Linked DNA regions of Mus musculus: all the other regions are linked to region 5. The links are chromatin contacts, called in public promoter capture Hi-C and targeted proximity ligation maps. All regions are on one chromosome and are shown on one strand. The core of a region is the stretch at or near the end of the contact, and the rest is flanking DNA. Distances in the headings are between cores, read along the strand shown. Region 1 holds the start of Cdc42ep2 (CDC42 effector protein (Rho GTPase binding) 2). Region 2 holds the start of Ovol1 (ovo like zinc finger 1). Region 3 holds the start of Tigd3 (tigger transposable element derived 3). Region 4 holds the start of Slc25a45 (solute carrier family 25, member 45). Region 5 holds the start of Ltbp3 (latent transforming growth factor beta binding protein 3).

Region 1 (2,700 bases), core at 133-2,632, 180 kb after region 5:
GAGATCTGTTTACTTCTAAAAACTAAAAAAACAAAAAACAAAAAAACTGCCTCTAAAAATAAAAAAAGAAAAAACTAGAAAGTTTTATTTATTGTTACTGTTGAGTGTATTTTAATGTGAGTGTGTGTGTGTGTGAGTGCGTTCGCGAGTGTGTACGTAGTGTGCGGAATGTGTGTGGAAGTCAGAATACTTTGTGGAGTCCATCTCTGAGTGTTTCGGGAAAGGAGCTCACCTCCAAGCTTGCTCAGCAAAAGACTTCCGCTGAGCCGTCTTGCCAGCAGCCCAAGGGGAAGGGTTTGAAATCTAGTTCCACCTGGGCCTCTGTGACCTTGAGCAATGAACCTTTTCTCTCTGGGACTGAACTCACCTTCCCTGTCTTTAAAATAAGCTGACCCACTGCTATACTTGAAACAAGAGGCCTCTGCACAATAGACGGATCCACAGTAACCGTCAAAGGACATTCAGCACATATCTTCAGGGCTTTTCTCAAGCACTTCGGCTCTTCCAGGTAGAGGTTGCATCAAGAACAAAAACCAAACCCTTCTAGGTCCCCTCCTGCCAGCCCTGGCAGGGCTGGCTCAGAATCTGGTGCTTCTGCAGCGATCTCTCTGTAGTACAATGTCGCTAGGTGGCGCGCGCGTCCCTGCTATAACCCGGGGTTCTAGGGTCCCACCGAGCATACCCGCTCCAGGGAGACGCCCACCGAGGAACTGCGTGCTCCAGTGCCCGAGGTGGATCGCCCATAGGCCCTTTTTCTCTGGGTTGCACAATCGGACCACCGTGAGGGTAGAATTGCAATTATCGGGGACCTTGTCTGGGACTCCGATATCTGGGAGGGGCCTTGCCTTGCCTGAGCTTCTTGGCCTGGGCGAAGTCTCAATGTCTGCTTGGCTCACAGCCAGACTTCGGACGTGCAGGCCCCCGCCCTCCCCGGAGTCCGGCTGCTCAGCCCTGGCTTGTGTTCCTGTGCCGACCCCTCCAGATCCCCAGTCAAGCGCTACCCAGCGCGGCCCAGATCCATTTCAGTAACACTAAAGCTAAAGATAGGAGGACACCTCACCATCCGCTAAAAATACGGCCTCCAGCCCAGGCAGGGACACGGGCCGAAGAGAGGATGTTCCCTAGTCCCAGGTCTCTGGCCAGCATAGAAGTACAACCCGGAGCTGCAAGACTGACAGCACAGCGCCTTGAGCGCTGCGGGAGGTCATGGGTAGGGGGCGGGGATCCAGACCCCAGATAATGGACCTGATCTGAGCCAAAACAGAACACCGCCTGGCTAGCACTCTCCAGGGAGCTGCGGGAGGCCTGTAAAACCCCAGTCCCAACTCACCTTGAGGAGCGCGGGCAAAGCTGCAGAGCTGTGCGGCTAGGATAGAGGACCAGGGAGGGCCTGGGAACTTACAGTGCAGACCTTGGGCCTAAGCCACGCCCCCAGAGCCAGAAGCCAATCCCGGACCGCTCCTCTCGAACCCCCACCCACACATCCCCGCCCACCGCGGCACCGCCCAGGTTCTTCTTTCTGTAAAGGCTAAGAGCTGGATTCCAAGATTCTAGAGGCTTAGCCTCCGGGCGGCTGAGGGCTATCACCGAAGGGTAACAAGGGTGGATACACACGAGGACGCCAGCTGTTCGTGTTGGAATAAAAACTTTAGGCTAGAAGCACTGGGCCAACAAAGGCCGGAAGAAAGAATTCTTGAGAAATCTCTGACCATCCTTGGATGGGTTTCCTTGACGGAAGGACGAGGACCCGGGAGGCGCCCGCACTGACTCTTCAAGAATGAATTGGGCTTTGCAGGCGTTTTACAAACCTAGGGGAGTTTTGAAGAGTTTACCCTAGGCTAGGAGAGTGATGAAGGATGCGAGAAAGATTCAGGGTCGGAAAGCACAGAGAAAAACAGAGACAGACACAGCCTGAACTTGCACGAGTTTGCTGACCTGCTAAGTGGTTTCTGAGGTGGATGGTTTAGAACAGGATCAGAAACAGTTATTGAAGGACAGGTCCTAAAGCTGATGAGACAAACCGAGGGAAACTTCTCATTGCGCCGTTTTGTGAGTAAATTCTCTGAGTGTCTGTTCGTGGTTAGGGAAGCTGAGGAGTCAGGATTCAAGAAATTCGAGGTTCCAGGCACAGGCTGATCCCCTTCCGGGTGGATGAGTGCTAAGAGGAGTGAGGCAAAGAAGAGGACAGTGATAGGAGGAGGAAATCGGGATGCTTGCCTTCCAGATAGCAGATGTGGAAAGCGGTGTGTGGATAGGAGGGAGGGATGCTGGGGCTGGGGAGTATGTCAGGCAAGCCAAAAGGGAGGGGAGAATGGGAAGGACTGGGTCATGCTTCCCTAAAGATGACCATATTCTGGGCCAGGAGGACAGCTCGGAGGAGCTCGGTGAGATTCCCTGTATGTCAGTCCTTCTGTTTAATCCCAAGTCACACACATACACACACTCACACACACATACATACACACACACACACACACACACACACACACATTCACATAATCTTACACTCACACGCATGCACCACTAGATCAAGAGCTCCACGTTTTAACGTCTGGGACCATTTTGTTATGTGGGAAAAGGGAATTACCAGAAATTATAATTGATTGAACTCCTGGGTTCAAGCAGCTCGCCTTCCTTGCCCTCCCAAAGAGCTGGGTCTGTAGATGTGAGCCGCATGCCTGCTCAGCCGACTTTAACAGA
Region 2 (2,808 bases), core at 168-2,667, 180 kb before region 5:
GCCATACAGCTCCTTAGTAAGGTTCACTTATAAAACATCCTACCAGCCATCGGATCCTGGACGGTCTGACACAAAACACCATTACGCCCAAGACAGCTTTCCAAGAGGGAAATTGAGGCAAGAACCCGCACAGGGCCCCTCACTCACCACCCTCATTTCCCCTGCTTTCTTAAAAGCCTGGGTGGAGCCAGGGAACCTGCAGATCAAGGGTCAAAGTCGGTTGGTTAATTACCGCCTCCCCCTCCCCCCTTGGAGGCGCAGGGCAGTAGGCTCCTGCCCCACCCCCCAAGATAGGGGAGGGGAGTTTTGTATTGGGAGAGAGGGGGCAGAAGTTTTCTAGGGTCTCAGAGGAAGATGCAGCTGGAAGAAGAGACAATTCTAGCAACTCAATTCTAAGTTGACGTGCAGGCTGTCAAGGCGTCCTCCCTAAATAAACTAGGTACACTGGCTTCCTGGAGTACCTTACGGCTCTAAGAACCATCTTTTGCTTAGTGTCCTCCACGAGCTGAACCGAGGTGGGACTGTCTCAAAGGCAAGCAAGGTACATTGGGTTTATTTCCCAGCAGCTCCTGGACCGTCAGGCAGGAGTCCAGGGAAATTCGGTGGTCCTGAATCTGGACCCTCATTTCAATACCACCAAAGTTATGGGGCCAAGTTTTCTCTTACAATGTAGCCCAAGTTTCAGCGGAAACTCCAGCTCTGCTCCTTTCCATTCCCTGGCCCTCCCCTCCAAAGTGGCATCGCTCCAGTGCTCCTCTCCTGCCTCATGAAAGCCCGGGTTTTCTGGATTTACGACACGAGAGCCGGAGGTCGCCTGAGCGGTGACACACCCCACTGCGTCCCCTGTAGCGCGGCGCGGGCAGGAGATCCCGGGCCTGAGAGCGGCAAAGCCTCGGTTTGGAGTCCCCTTCCCCCACCCACGCTCCTTCAGCGCCGGGGGTCGAATCGCGACGAGAATCTGCGTCCCCACGCTCGACTGACCGGCGCCGACCGCTGGTCCGTGCGCCCCGCCCTCCCGGCGCCGGGAGCCCGAGGCGCCTCACCTGGCACGTAGATCTCGCCGCGCTCTTCGTCCGGGAGCTCGCTCCAGTTCCTCTTGCACGTGGAGACGCATGGCTTCTTCACCAGGAACGCGCGAGGCATCTTCAGTTCCTCCTGGCCCGGCGCGGTTCGCTCTGGTAAGTCGAGTTCGTGTGGTCGTCCCACCTTTTCTTCCACCGGATCGGGGTTGAGGCGCGGGAATAGGGACAGTTCAAGGAAAGAGTCGCCGAGGCGTGTCCACGTTCTTAGGACAGAGTGTACCAGGGACCACGCGTGGCGTTTCCAACTACGCCGAAGGTCGCCGGTGTCCACAGAGAGGGTGCAGCCAGGTGCACCGGGATCGCAGAAGCGCTAAGCCAGCGTCCTTTAGCTCGACTGGCGTCCCCGCGGCTGCTCGCGAAGTCTTCAAGTGCGAGCTGGACGGACGGGTTCACGCTTTATTGGCTCGCGGCGGTGTGTGTTGGTGGCTCGGGCGGGGGTGGGGTAGGGGTGTTGATCTGATCTAATTAGCTTGGAGTGGCCGAGAGAGCGATGGCGCATGCGTTGGGAAATAACGGTGACAACCCACCTATTTGTTACCTGTCGAACCGGTTTCCATTCCGCTGCGGGTGAGGTGGCCTCGCGGCCCGGGCGGGGTGGCACGACGGGGGCAGGGTTAGGGGGCGTGCTCCGGTCCCCACACCCAGAAGCACCCGGCCCGCCCCGGACCTCCCCTGCCCAGCGTGCTCACGTTTGCAAACTAGAGTTTCGGAGGGAGCGGGCACGGAAAGGGAGGGGAGGGCAACGTTATTTGCACCGGCGCTCGCACGCTCTGTGGGCGATGACATAAAACTGGCCCAACAGGTCCGGGCCCAGCCTGGCGCGCCCGGGGCGCCGGGAGAGGCACAAAGCCGCGGAGCGGGAACCGGCGGTCCGGGCCCGAACCCAGCGGCCAGGGATCCCCAAGGCCAGGGTGAGCAATTCTTGGTTCAGCGGAGAGGTATTTGCTGGGCACCGGGTTCCTGCGGAAAGGCACGCGAGACGAGAGGTGCGCGTGGACCGGGAGGCTCGGATGCGCCTGTGAATCCAAAGCTGGAGCCTGCCTTCTGGTTTCGAGGGCGATTAAACTGCCCTGAGTCCAACCTAACCCAGGCCAGCACCTTGGCATATGGGCGGGTGTATTCGCCCAAACTCTCCTGGTCATAAACAGCCGGATTTCAGATTCTGAAAACCTGGAAGAGGCTCTGGGATAATGACTCCAGCTGAGTGAGATCTGACACAGTCCTCTTGCCTGTTGCAACCAGTGTCCTCCCTGGGTGGGAGATCAGCAAGCAGCTCCCCCTCCACCCTGCTGTACTCTTCAGCAGGCCTAGTTGGAGCTATGCCCCACCCCCATTGAACTGAGAGTGTTCCGTGGCCTTCGTGTGAGCCACACTATGACACTTTGGCCGTGCTGGGTTGCTTTTACTGGCTGACCTATTAAAGGCAGGGATGGAACCTGCAGTTAAAGGCTGCTAACATTTTTAGACTCCAGACTTCAGTACACCTGTCTCACATAGTGTTAAATGTTTGCCGGAACAGACTGTGAGGAAATTAGTCTGATAAATTAATTCACACAGTTCAAAAGTCAGGAGTCACAGGTGGATACGGTTCATGCTTGTGATCCCAGCTTGTGGGAAGCTGAGGTAGGGAAACTGAGTTAGAAACCAATCTATGTTTCATAGTGAAATCCTGTCTCAAGCAAAACAAAAGAACTAAAAGAAAGGCTGTCCATGTGAGTCACAAGGT
Region 3 (2,717 bases), core at 105-2,604, 150 kb after region 5:
CAGTTCCTTGGCCTTGTGGAGCAACATGGGCCCCGTTACATCCCAGGCCTTGGCTCGGGCAATGTGGTACCAGCACAGTAGAGCCTCATCGATCCCACTGTATTTGGATTCACGCTTCCGCTTCCGCTCGTGGTTGGCTGTGCCACTGCACCAGTCTGCCAACAGCTTCTCCTTATTCTTGCAGATCCGTGAGATCTGGGGCTGTGAGACCTGGAAGCGCCGGGCCACCTCTGACTGGGACATCTTAGACTCATCCAAGAGTTCCAGCACCTGGATCTTCTCAGCCAGGGACAGGGCGTGAAGCTTCTTCTTGGTGTTCAGCTCCATGACTCCCTGGGAAGCTGCTGGGGGAAGAAAAGTAGGAGAGCGTGCCAATGGCTGAGAGCAAGAAGAACAGAAGAGGTCGGGACCCCTGAAGCCAGAGCAATTCTCTGGAATGCAGAAAGCTGGAGGAGACCAGGCCAGCTGAAAGAGACATGAGATGGCCAGGCTGTGGGAGGAGAGGGCTAGACCCAGAAGAGAGCTGGCAGAGTCGAGTGTTTCTGGTCCGAAGTGGAGAGAATTCTGGGCTGGGGTTTGGTATTGATGGGGTGGAAGGATGAATAGAGGCTAAAGCACAGCTGTAAAGACAACCAGGAGACAGCTGCAGGGACAACAAAGGAGCAAAAACAAGGAGAGGCCTGGGGCTGAGGCTGAGCGGGGCAGGTGTAGGGGACATTCAGGGTGCCAGGGAGGAGTCCCCTGAGAGGAGATGAGGAGGAGGAGGACCTAGGTTGAATTTTGATGGCTGAAGGCAGGTGGTAGACTGAACGGACAGAGTCGAGATGAACAGGTGAGATGGTACAGATGACAAAGCCAGATGGATGGTGTCTGAAGGCGCTAGTACAATTCGGCGCTGGCAAGGCGGGGTGGTAAAGCTACCCAACGGTTCAACCAGGAGAGTGAAGATGCCAAGACGACAAAGGGAGACAGGGTGAGGAGGATGAGGGCAAAAGGGAAGAAGTGTCCTCTGCCCAGTGATAGCCTGGAGTGATATCAGAGAGAAGGGAGCACCGGCCAGGAAGCAGGCGGCTCGAGCGCTGGGCTCTGCGCCCTGGTTCGCTGAGTTGACCCCTCGTCAGTCGGCTGGACGGACACAGGCGTCGACCCCAGCCCGCCCGCCCACCCGGCTACAGGGCCTCCCGCTCCGCACCCACCTCCAGGCGCCGTCCCGCGCCTCCAGTCCCTGCCCCAGCCAGGTTCCTGGGCCTCAGCAGAACCAGAGAGTGACGGGCGCCGCGACCCGAGGACAGAGCGCGCCGAGAGGCTGCTCTGGAGCGGGCGCGCGCAGAGCGCGCACAGCCCTCACCCGGGTCTCTCAAGGCTGGGAAAACCTCGTCGCGGCCCCTCCGCAGCCCCGCCCTAACAAACTGATTAGCCATCAGCGGCAACTTGTCCCGCCTCCAGTTACATCTGATTGGATGCTGTGGAAGTGGCGGTTTGTCAGCCCTCCGGAGGAGGAGCTTCCTGAGTGGAGGGGTCTGGCGGGAAGAACCGGCCTTAGTGCCTATCACTTGTCGACCAGCCGGCGTGCCTTGACAGCCACCCAGGTGATTTCGACCCCATCCCTACGTGGTACCTAACTGGGATACCGGCCCTCCAGGATTTGTTTTGGAAACAAGATGAAAGGAGAAAATGAATGAATGTAAGCTTTTAGTCACAAAAGAGTTACCATGGACAGCGCTGGCCTCTGGTCTTGCCAACGGCCTACAAAATACACCGGTGGCAAGAAAGGACATTTTTTTTTTTAACCAGTTTTGGTGGGTCACGGCAAGATCTAAATTCCTGTTAGTCACTTCCCTCCTTTGTAACTAGGTGTAGATAACTTAGCCCTCCCTGCCCCTAAACAGCCAGGACCCCACTTTTTCATAGGTTTTGAGCCTATCCATTTACCACTGGATGCTGTCAGTCTCTCCAAGTGTCGTCTCCTGCGAACCAAATATTTTCTCTTAAATCTATTTTAGTGGTCTCATCTGCACATTTCTTTTTTGGCCCTCAAGACTACTCAGTTGCTAAGGATTAGTGCCTGACTCCCTGTACTCCTGGCCTACATAGCAGAACAGGCAGTGCATAGTCCAGACAACTCTGTGCAGTAGCAGGCCAGGGCTCAGCTTTCTCTGGCAACAGTGACCTCAGGGTGCTCTAGGAAAATCTGAGCACACTTCAGTCGATATATAAGTATTTAGCTAGAGAGGTTTGGGAGGGGTTCCCTTCCTTGTTGAGGCAGGGCTTTGCTGTGTAGCATACTCCCAGTTGGATGTTAAGCTTCCTGCAGATTCTGTCTCTGACTTCCATGTCCCTCTAAGAGTGCTGGAATAAGGGCTGGTGAGATGGCTCAGCGGGTAAGAGCACCCGACTGCTCTTCTGAAGGTCCTGAGTACAAGTCCCAGCAACCACATGGTGGCTCACAACCATCCTTAAGGAGATCTGACTGGTGTGTCTGAAGATAGCTGCAGTGTACTTACATATAATAAATAAATTTAAAAAAAAGAGTGCTGGAATAACACACATCATCCAGCTCCTTATCTGGGATGCAGGGACAAAATTCAGGTGGTCAGGTTCACAGTCAAAGTGCTTGTCTTGGACAGGGGTACGATGCCAATAAATAAATGAATGGGGAAAAAAGAGAGAAGAGAAGAGAAGAGAAGAGAAGAGAAGAGAAGAGAAGAGAAGAGAAG
Region 4 (2,700 bases), core at 19-2,518, 140 kb after region 5:
GAATCTTCAGTTCCTTCTTATCCACCATGTGCTGCACATGGGCCAAGCCCTTTTCTCTCTGTCACTTGCCATCTTATGGGCTCTGTAAATGGAACCAAGAGGATTAGTAGCTACCATTTATGTGTTGGATACTTAAAAAAAATCTCTCTCTCTCTCTCTCTCTCTCTCTCTCTCTCTCTCCGTCTCTGTGTGTGTCTGTGTGTGTTCAACCCAGGCCTTGTACATGTAAACTGAGCACTCTACTCCTGAGCTACACCTGAAAGAAACAGGTAGGGAAAACACTCAGCCACACAAATCTTACAAGATTGAAAGTGTGTGTATGTGTGTGTGTGTGCATGTGTGTGTGTGTGTGTGTGTGTGTGTGTGTGTGTAATTTTAGAGTCTACCCATGAGAAAGTGTGATGCTGGTGGTCTTTCTGAGGTCAGCTTACTTTGTTTCCCATAATAATCTTCTACTTCTGCCCAGTTGCTTGCAAGTGACACCATGTTAGTGTCCTTTACACCCTAAAACTGCGTTGTGTATGTGTACCACATGGTCTTTGCCCATTCCAACGTTGGACTTTTCATTCTTCTGGCCACTGATGCTGCTCCTGACCTTTCTATTCATTCATCCATTCGTCATTCATTAGCATGTGTTCTGTCTACCCTGTGCCACGTTCTCTAATCCTTTAAACATGTAAACGGATCAAGCAGTCACAGGTCCTTGACTGCATAGACAACCAGTTAGCTGCTCATAATAGATCAGCGACAAGAGCAAGGGCAAGGGACTTGTCCAGAGACCGACTTCTGTCCAAGACCAAGAGCCTTCAGAACAGGCCTGGGAAGACAGCACTGCGACACCATCCACTGCCCAGACCCTCTCGGGTCCCCAGGAAAGTTTCTCCATCTCAGAAAGAGGCCCAGTCAAGTCGCATGGAACAGTAGCAGCTCTCGCCCTCATCCTTGGTTTTCACGAATCTTCACCACGTCCTATTACATATATATTACATATAAAGGTCCTTATGCATGTAGGTGGCTGTGCAGAGGCAGGGGCACCGGGGGCCAGGGGTCATTACAATTGTCCCTGAGATGACTTGTGGAGTGGTCTCACTAAAAAGGGGAGTTTTCAGCCCTAGCTTGAAGGAGGTCCGAGAGAGTAGGTCCAAGAAGAGGAAGCAATGCCGGCATTAGGGCCTCACGGCTGAGAGCCCTTTTCAGTGGAGCAGGAAGCAGAACATGAGGTCAGAGGAGAAGGGCGGTACATGAGCCTCTTCCGACTCGGCCTCTTCCTTCTTAGTTTTTAAAGAAAGGAACTGCAACTGTTGCAGTTTAGAAACAGGGAAATCTAAATCTAAGCCCTGGTATCTGCTGAGGACCATCTTGCCCCATCATCGTGAGGCAGAGAGGCAGGAGAGCGGAATTTTGGTTTTGATGTAGCGCAGCAGTGGGCCACTGCACAGTCAAAAGCCCATTGTTTCTTCCCCTGGGCAAAAGGAGGCTGCGGTTCTGATTCATGGCTGTAAACAACTCTGGAGAGAGCAGACAAACAGGCTTCAGGGCCTGGTGAGTCACTTCTGGGGGCCGGGGCCTCCCTCTTTTTGGGTTATTCTTATTCTGACTAGGCATAGGTGGCTGCTGCAGGCCACTGTAGCCTGGGACTGCCACCTCGTGGCCACGTTCTGACTTCACATAGCCCCACAGCTTGTCAGGGTAGGTGGGAATGAATGGGAATTTGCTATGAACTGGCTGGTCAAGCAGGGCCCAGGTCCTTGCTCACTAAGGCAGCCTTCGAGAGGCTCGCCAAACTAGGACTCAGTTGGCATCCTCTGTGAGCCAGCATGGCTGTCACTGTCTAGGCACAGAACCCTGGATCTCTGTGGCTGTCAACCTGCCTCTAGAGATTCCATTACTTCTCAGGCCTCTTCCAGTCTCAGGGTCACAGACGTTGGCTCACTCTCGCTAATGGTTGCCTGAGGTCTGGGCACTGGGCCACCACGCACACTCCAGCCAGGGTTAAACATTAGTGGGAGGTTATCGGGTTTGGAAAGGGGGTGGGGAATCTCACTTGCAACAGTCTCCAGCGGGCCTGCTCGGAGTACCAGTTCCCACAGGAGCCCAGAAAATGCCCGTGGAAGAGTTTGTGGCTGGCTGGATCTCTGGTGAGACATTTTTCTTCTTTTTGTCCTATCATCCCTAAGGGTGGGTGGCTTCCCTGGGAGGATGGGTTGTTGAGAGAAGTTGTTCCCTCTGGAGCACCCGCACCCAGCTGTCCCCAGAGCCTTCTGGGAATGGCCAAGGAGGCCGAGAGGAAAGAAGCAAGCAGGAACTGCTTCTCTATCCGAAGGCCATACTGTCGGGGGGCGGTGGGGATCTGACAGCCAAGGTACAACCTCACCCAAGCCCTTCTCCCAGACCAGTGTGAGGGGACCAGAACACATTTACCTTTGATCTCTCCGGCTGTCCTGTCCTTATTTTACCTTTGGAAATCTGCCCTACCTGTCAATGGGTGCACTCCTGAGCCTTGAGAAAGGACACTGTGAACGCACCCCTGGTGAGGGCCACCCCAAGCCCCAGAAACAGCATCTTCTGCAGAGACTAAGACTAGCCAGTGTGTGGCTTTCTCCCCTGGGTCCAGCAGGACGCTAAGAAGGGCTCCCCACTCTGTACTGATAATTGTGACAAGGCAGAAGGCAGGAGGAGGTGGCCAGCAGGGCCTGTTCT
Region 5 (2,793 bases), core at 219-2,718:
CAGCCCAAGACAAGGGTTGTCTCCACTCCCACTCACAGCAACACATGCTGCTGGTCATATACTCCTTCTAGAATGTTCCTTTTGGCTTTTCCACATCAAGTTCCTTTCATGTCACTCTGACGCCCCTACTGGGTCTCTGGGATAACTATCTCTCCTCCCTGGTGCACAAGAATGGCAGCTTGCCTGTTTCTGTGGGCCCTTCTCGTGAACTACTGAGTCACCTTTCCCACAGAGTAACATTCCCTGTGTGCTCAGGAATGAGCCTATGTTCCAGTCTGTCATGGGCTCAGGTGTCTCTGCTCAGAAGACTTGAAAGGGACCTCCATAGTGTCCCTCTCCTGTCTTTTTCTCTCACCTGCCAGGGGATGAAGCCAAACCCTGAGACCACATCACCTGCTTCTCTGTATCATTTACTTCACAATGGCGCGACTTTCCACAGTCCCAAATCAAACAGCCACATCCTTCCAAGAGGTGTGCGGTGGGCAGATCCTCATCGGCCCTGATACAGTGCCCGCTGATCCAAATTCCTCACAGTGACTTACATACCCACTCAGACCACAGCTGCACTGCCCTCTGCCCTTCCCACCGTGTTGCTCGCCTGGCTTTTCCTCTGACTTGGAAAGGACAGCGGTTTTTTTTTTTTTTTTGGTTTGGAAGTTTGTTTGTTTGTTTGTTTTCTCACTCTTGACTCTGCAAGACTCATTGCAGTCCTTTTCACCTTTCTCGGCTTCCCAGCATGCCCCAAGGCTCCCCTCATTACTTCCCTTCACTATGGAAAAGCGTGTTTGAAGGAAGCTGTCCCAGACCCCCACAGCCCACCACTCCTTTTGTTTCACAGTTGGGTGACTAGATCTCATTCCATGGGCAAGAATTCCAAGGCTTGGAGAGCACGAGATTCCAAGCCTGGACTGTTTGACAGCGCCTTGTTCCAAGGTGAGCCTCTGCCTACTCTGCACAGGGGAGGGTCAGGTTTACACCAGTTCAAAGGAAAAAATGAATGTAAGAGCGCTCAGCACCACTCCTGCCAGGTGGAAAGTATTCAGTGTTACTGTTGCAACAGTGTTACTAGAGCAGGGGGAGGGGTCCCCCCTCCCAAGTCCTCCTAGATTCTAGCAGCAAGGAATCCTCTTGGGACACAGAGGTCACCCCCTGCCAGCATTGCAGCAGTAGGCTGTACTGAGCAGCGCCTGAGCTACTGAGCAATTCAAGCAGAACTCATCAAATGGCCTCCCTCAGTCCCTCCGAAGCTACCCAAATAAACTCAGCCTTAAAGTAAAAAAAAAAAAAAAACCAAAAAACAAAAAAAACCACCATTAGCTCTTTGGAAAGGTGTGCCTAAAGCCGAGCCCAACCCCCTCTTCCCATCAGATTACCACCCCCTGATTCCCCTGGAGAGGGCCTGGCATGAACCAGACTTGGCATGGTTCTGACCCTGGTCACCCTTAGCCCTACTAAGTTCTTTTGAGTCAGACACTGGATCCTGGGGCTTCCTAGCACGTTCTCACAGTATTGTCCAGATCCGGGACACCACAGCCTCCCCTTTCAGACCAGTGAGTAAGTCTAGCTCTTCTACAGCCTTGAGCAAATTCAAGACCCTTCCCCACCCCCCTGTCAACCCCTGCCCCAGGGCCCTGCTGGGCTTCTCCCCAGCCCCCTGAGCACTCAAGTAGCACTCCCTTCTCCGGCTGTTAGCCTGGGAAGGGGGCCAGGCCCTGAGCTCAGACCTTGGCGATTCCAGAGTGTCTGAGGCCCAGAGCCAGCGCCGCCAGCCAGGCCAGACGAGGGGAAGGGGGGAGGTGGCAGGGTGGGCACCAGGAAGCCCTCTAAGGAGCGGGGGGGGGGGGGGGAACATTGGCAGGGAAGCCAGGTTTCTAGCTTTGTTCTTTCTGCTCTTCTTCTTGAGGCCACAGGGTTCTCCCCGGCCAGTAAACCCTGGCCAGAAGGTGCTCTCTCCTGCTTAAATCCTTTCCTTCGAGAGAAGACAGGACCAGGAATAAGGACCCATGACTTCAGGGCTTCGAGAACCCCTACATGTACAAAGGCCAATGGGCAAAAGTTAACAGACCTCTGATCCTCCAAGCAAGGACCATCTGCCTCGGTTTCCCCATTTTGACCAGGTGGAAAAGTAGTTGGGCGGGGGAGGTGTGCACAGGCCTCTGCACCCCGCCCGGAGGAATCTGGCGGAGTCCCCAGGTGAGGATTCTTCTGGAAAGAACCCAGGTCGGTTCCTGCGCGGGGCGGGCACCTAGGGGGCTGCCCCCACTCCAACCGGCGCCCTCCCTGCCGCACATCGTCGCTTCTCCGGGCAGCAGCGAAAGACGCTTGAACCAGAAGGAAAAAGAGAGAGGAGAAAAAAAAATTGTCTCCCTGGCCCCGGGCCAGCGTCCCAGCCCCCCTCGCCGCCGGCGCGCTCCAGCCAGGGAAAACAACTGCTCACTTCTCCCTGCGTCCTCCCCGCGCGCTCCCTGCTTCCCGGCGGCCGCGGGAGAGGAGCCCGGCCAGGGGGAGGCGCGGAGCGGGCTGGCCGCCCGGCCTTCCTCTCCCCTCGCTCCTCCTCTCCGCCTCCACTTGCTCCGGCCTCCTCGCTGCGGCCTCAGTTCGGGGCCTGGCTGGGTTTCTCCCGGCCAGGGAAGTTTCTTCGCTCTACCCTCAGTGCAGCTTCCATCGCTCTCCCTCGCAACGGGGATCCCGGCCGCTCCTGCTGTCCCCTCCCTACCCTTGGCTTCTCGCCCCGCTCTGCCCTCTGCTACCAACACTCGATCCCCTGCTCGGGCTCGACCTCCAATCTCCGAG

The links. Promoter capture Hi-C pulls out the DNA fragments that hold promoters and counts their contacts.
Region 1: a contact with region 5 is called in a targeted proximity ligation map of pancreatic cancer cells. A contact is called at or near these places in 1 of 39 promoter capture datasets (macrophages), 2 of 484 Hi-C or Micro-C datasets (B cells and nephron progenitors), 4 of 130 datasets of targeted methods (the SCID.adh cell line, embryonic stem cells, large pre-B cells and 1 more) and 5 of 9 other capture datasets (adipose tissue, embryonic stem cells, liver and 2 more).
Region 2: a contact with region 5 is called in a targeted proximity ligation map of embryonic stem cells, with 18 read pairs. A contact is called at or near these places in 20 of 39 promoter capture datasets (the 3T3-L1 cell line, 3T3-L1-derived adipocytes, the C10 cell line and 14 more), 4 of 484 Hi-C or Micro-C datasets (LSK cells, bone marrow-derived dendritic cells, bone marrow-derived macrophages and 1 more), 17 of 130 datasets of targeted methods (the 230-238 cell line, the SCID.adh cell line, bone marrow-derived macrophages and 9 more) and 4 of 9 other capture datasets (adipose tissue, embryonic stem cells, liver and 1 more).
Region 3: a contact with region 5 is called in a promoter capture Hi-C map of embryonic stem cells. A contact is called at or near these places in 25 of 39 promoter capture datasets (the 3T3-L1 cell line, the C10 cell line, the HPC-7 cell line and 12 more), 3 of 484 Hi-C or Micro-C datasets (the G1E-ER4 cell line, bone marrow-derived macrophages and embryonic stem cells), 14 of 130 datasets of targeted methods (the NIH/3T3 cell line, the SCID.adh cell line, SST interneurons and 9 more) and 5 of 9 other capture datasets (adipose tissue, embryonic stem cells, liver and 2 more).
Region 4: a targeted proximity ligation map of pancreatic cancer cells shows a contact between it and region 5. A contact is called at or near these places in 8 of 39 promoter capture datasets (the SN4741 cell line, cranial neural crest, embryonic stem cells and 3 more), 4 of 484 Hi-C or Micro-C datasets (the G1E-ER4 cell line, bone marrow-derived macrophages, conventional dendritic cells and 1 more), 27 of 130 datasets of targeted methods (the 230-238 cell line, the HPC-7 cell line, the SCID.adh cell line and 20 more) and 5 of 9 other capture datasets (adipose tissue, embryonic stem cells, liver and 2 more).

Annotation. Positions count from the first base shown.
Region 1 is chr19:5,923,434-5,926,133 of GRCm38.p6, forward strand. Cdc42ep2 (CDC42 effector protein (Rho GTPase binding) 2) reads right to left here and starts at 1,383. Exons shown (of 2, transcript NM_026772.2): 1 at 1,331-1,383.
Region 2 is chr19:5,559,158-5,561,965 of GRCm38.p6, forward strand. It overlaps Ovol1 (ovo like zinc finger 1), which reads right to left and starts at 1,418. Exons shown (of 4, transcript NM_019935.3): 1 at 1,044-1,418. The coding sequence starts at 1,143. It also overlaps a transcript of Ap5b1 not described here.
Region 3 is chr19:5,892,774-5,895,490 of GRCm38.p6, forward strand. Tigd3 (tigger transposable element derived 3) reads right to left here and starts at 1,355. Exons shown (of 2, transcript NM_001362045.1): 1 at 1,197-1,355; 2 at 1-344. The coding sequence starts at 327.
Region 4 is chr19:5,876,554-5,879,253 of GRCm38.p6, forward strand. It overlaps Slc25a45 (solute carrier family 25, member 45), which reads left to right and starts at 1,269. Exons shown (of 6, transcript NM_134154.4): 1 at 1,269-2,138. The coding sequence starts at 2,102.
Region 5 is chr19:5,739,432-5,742,224 of GRCm38.p6, forward strand. Ltbp3 (latent transforming growth factor beta binding protein 3) reads left to right here and starts at 1,469. Exons shown (of 28, transcript NM_008520.3): 1 at 1,469-1,554; 2 at 1,904-2,793.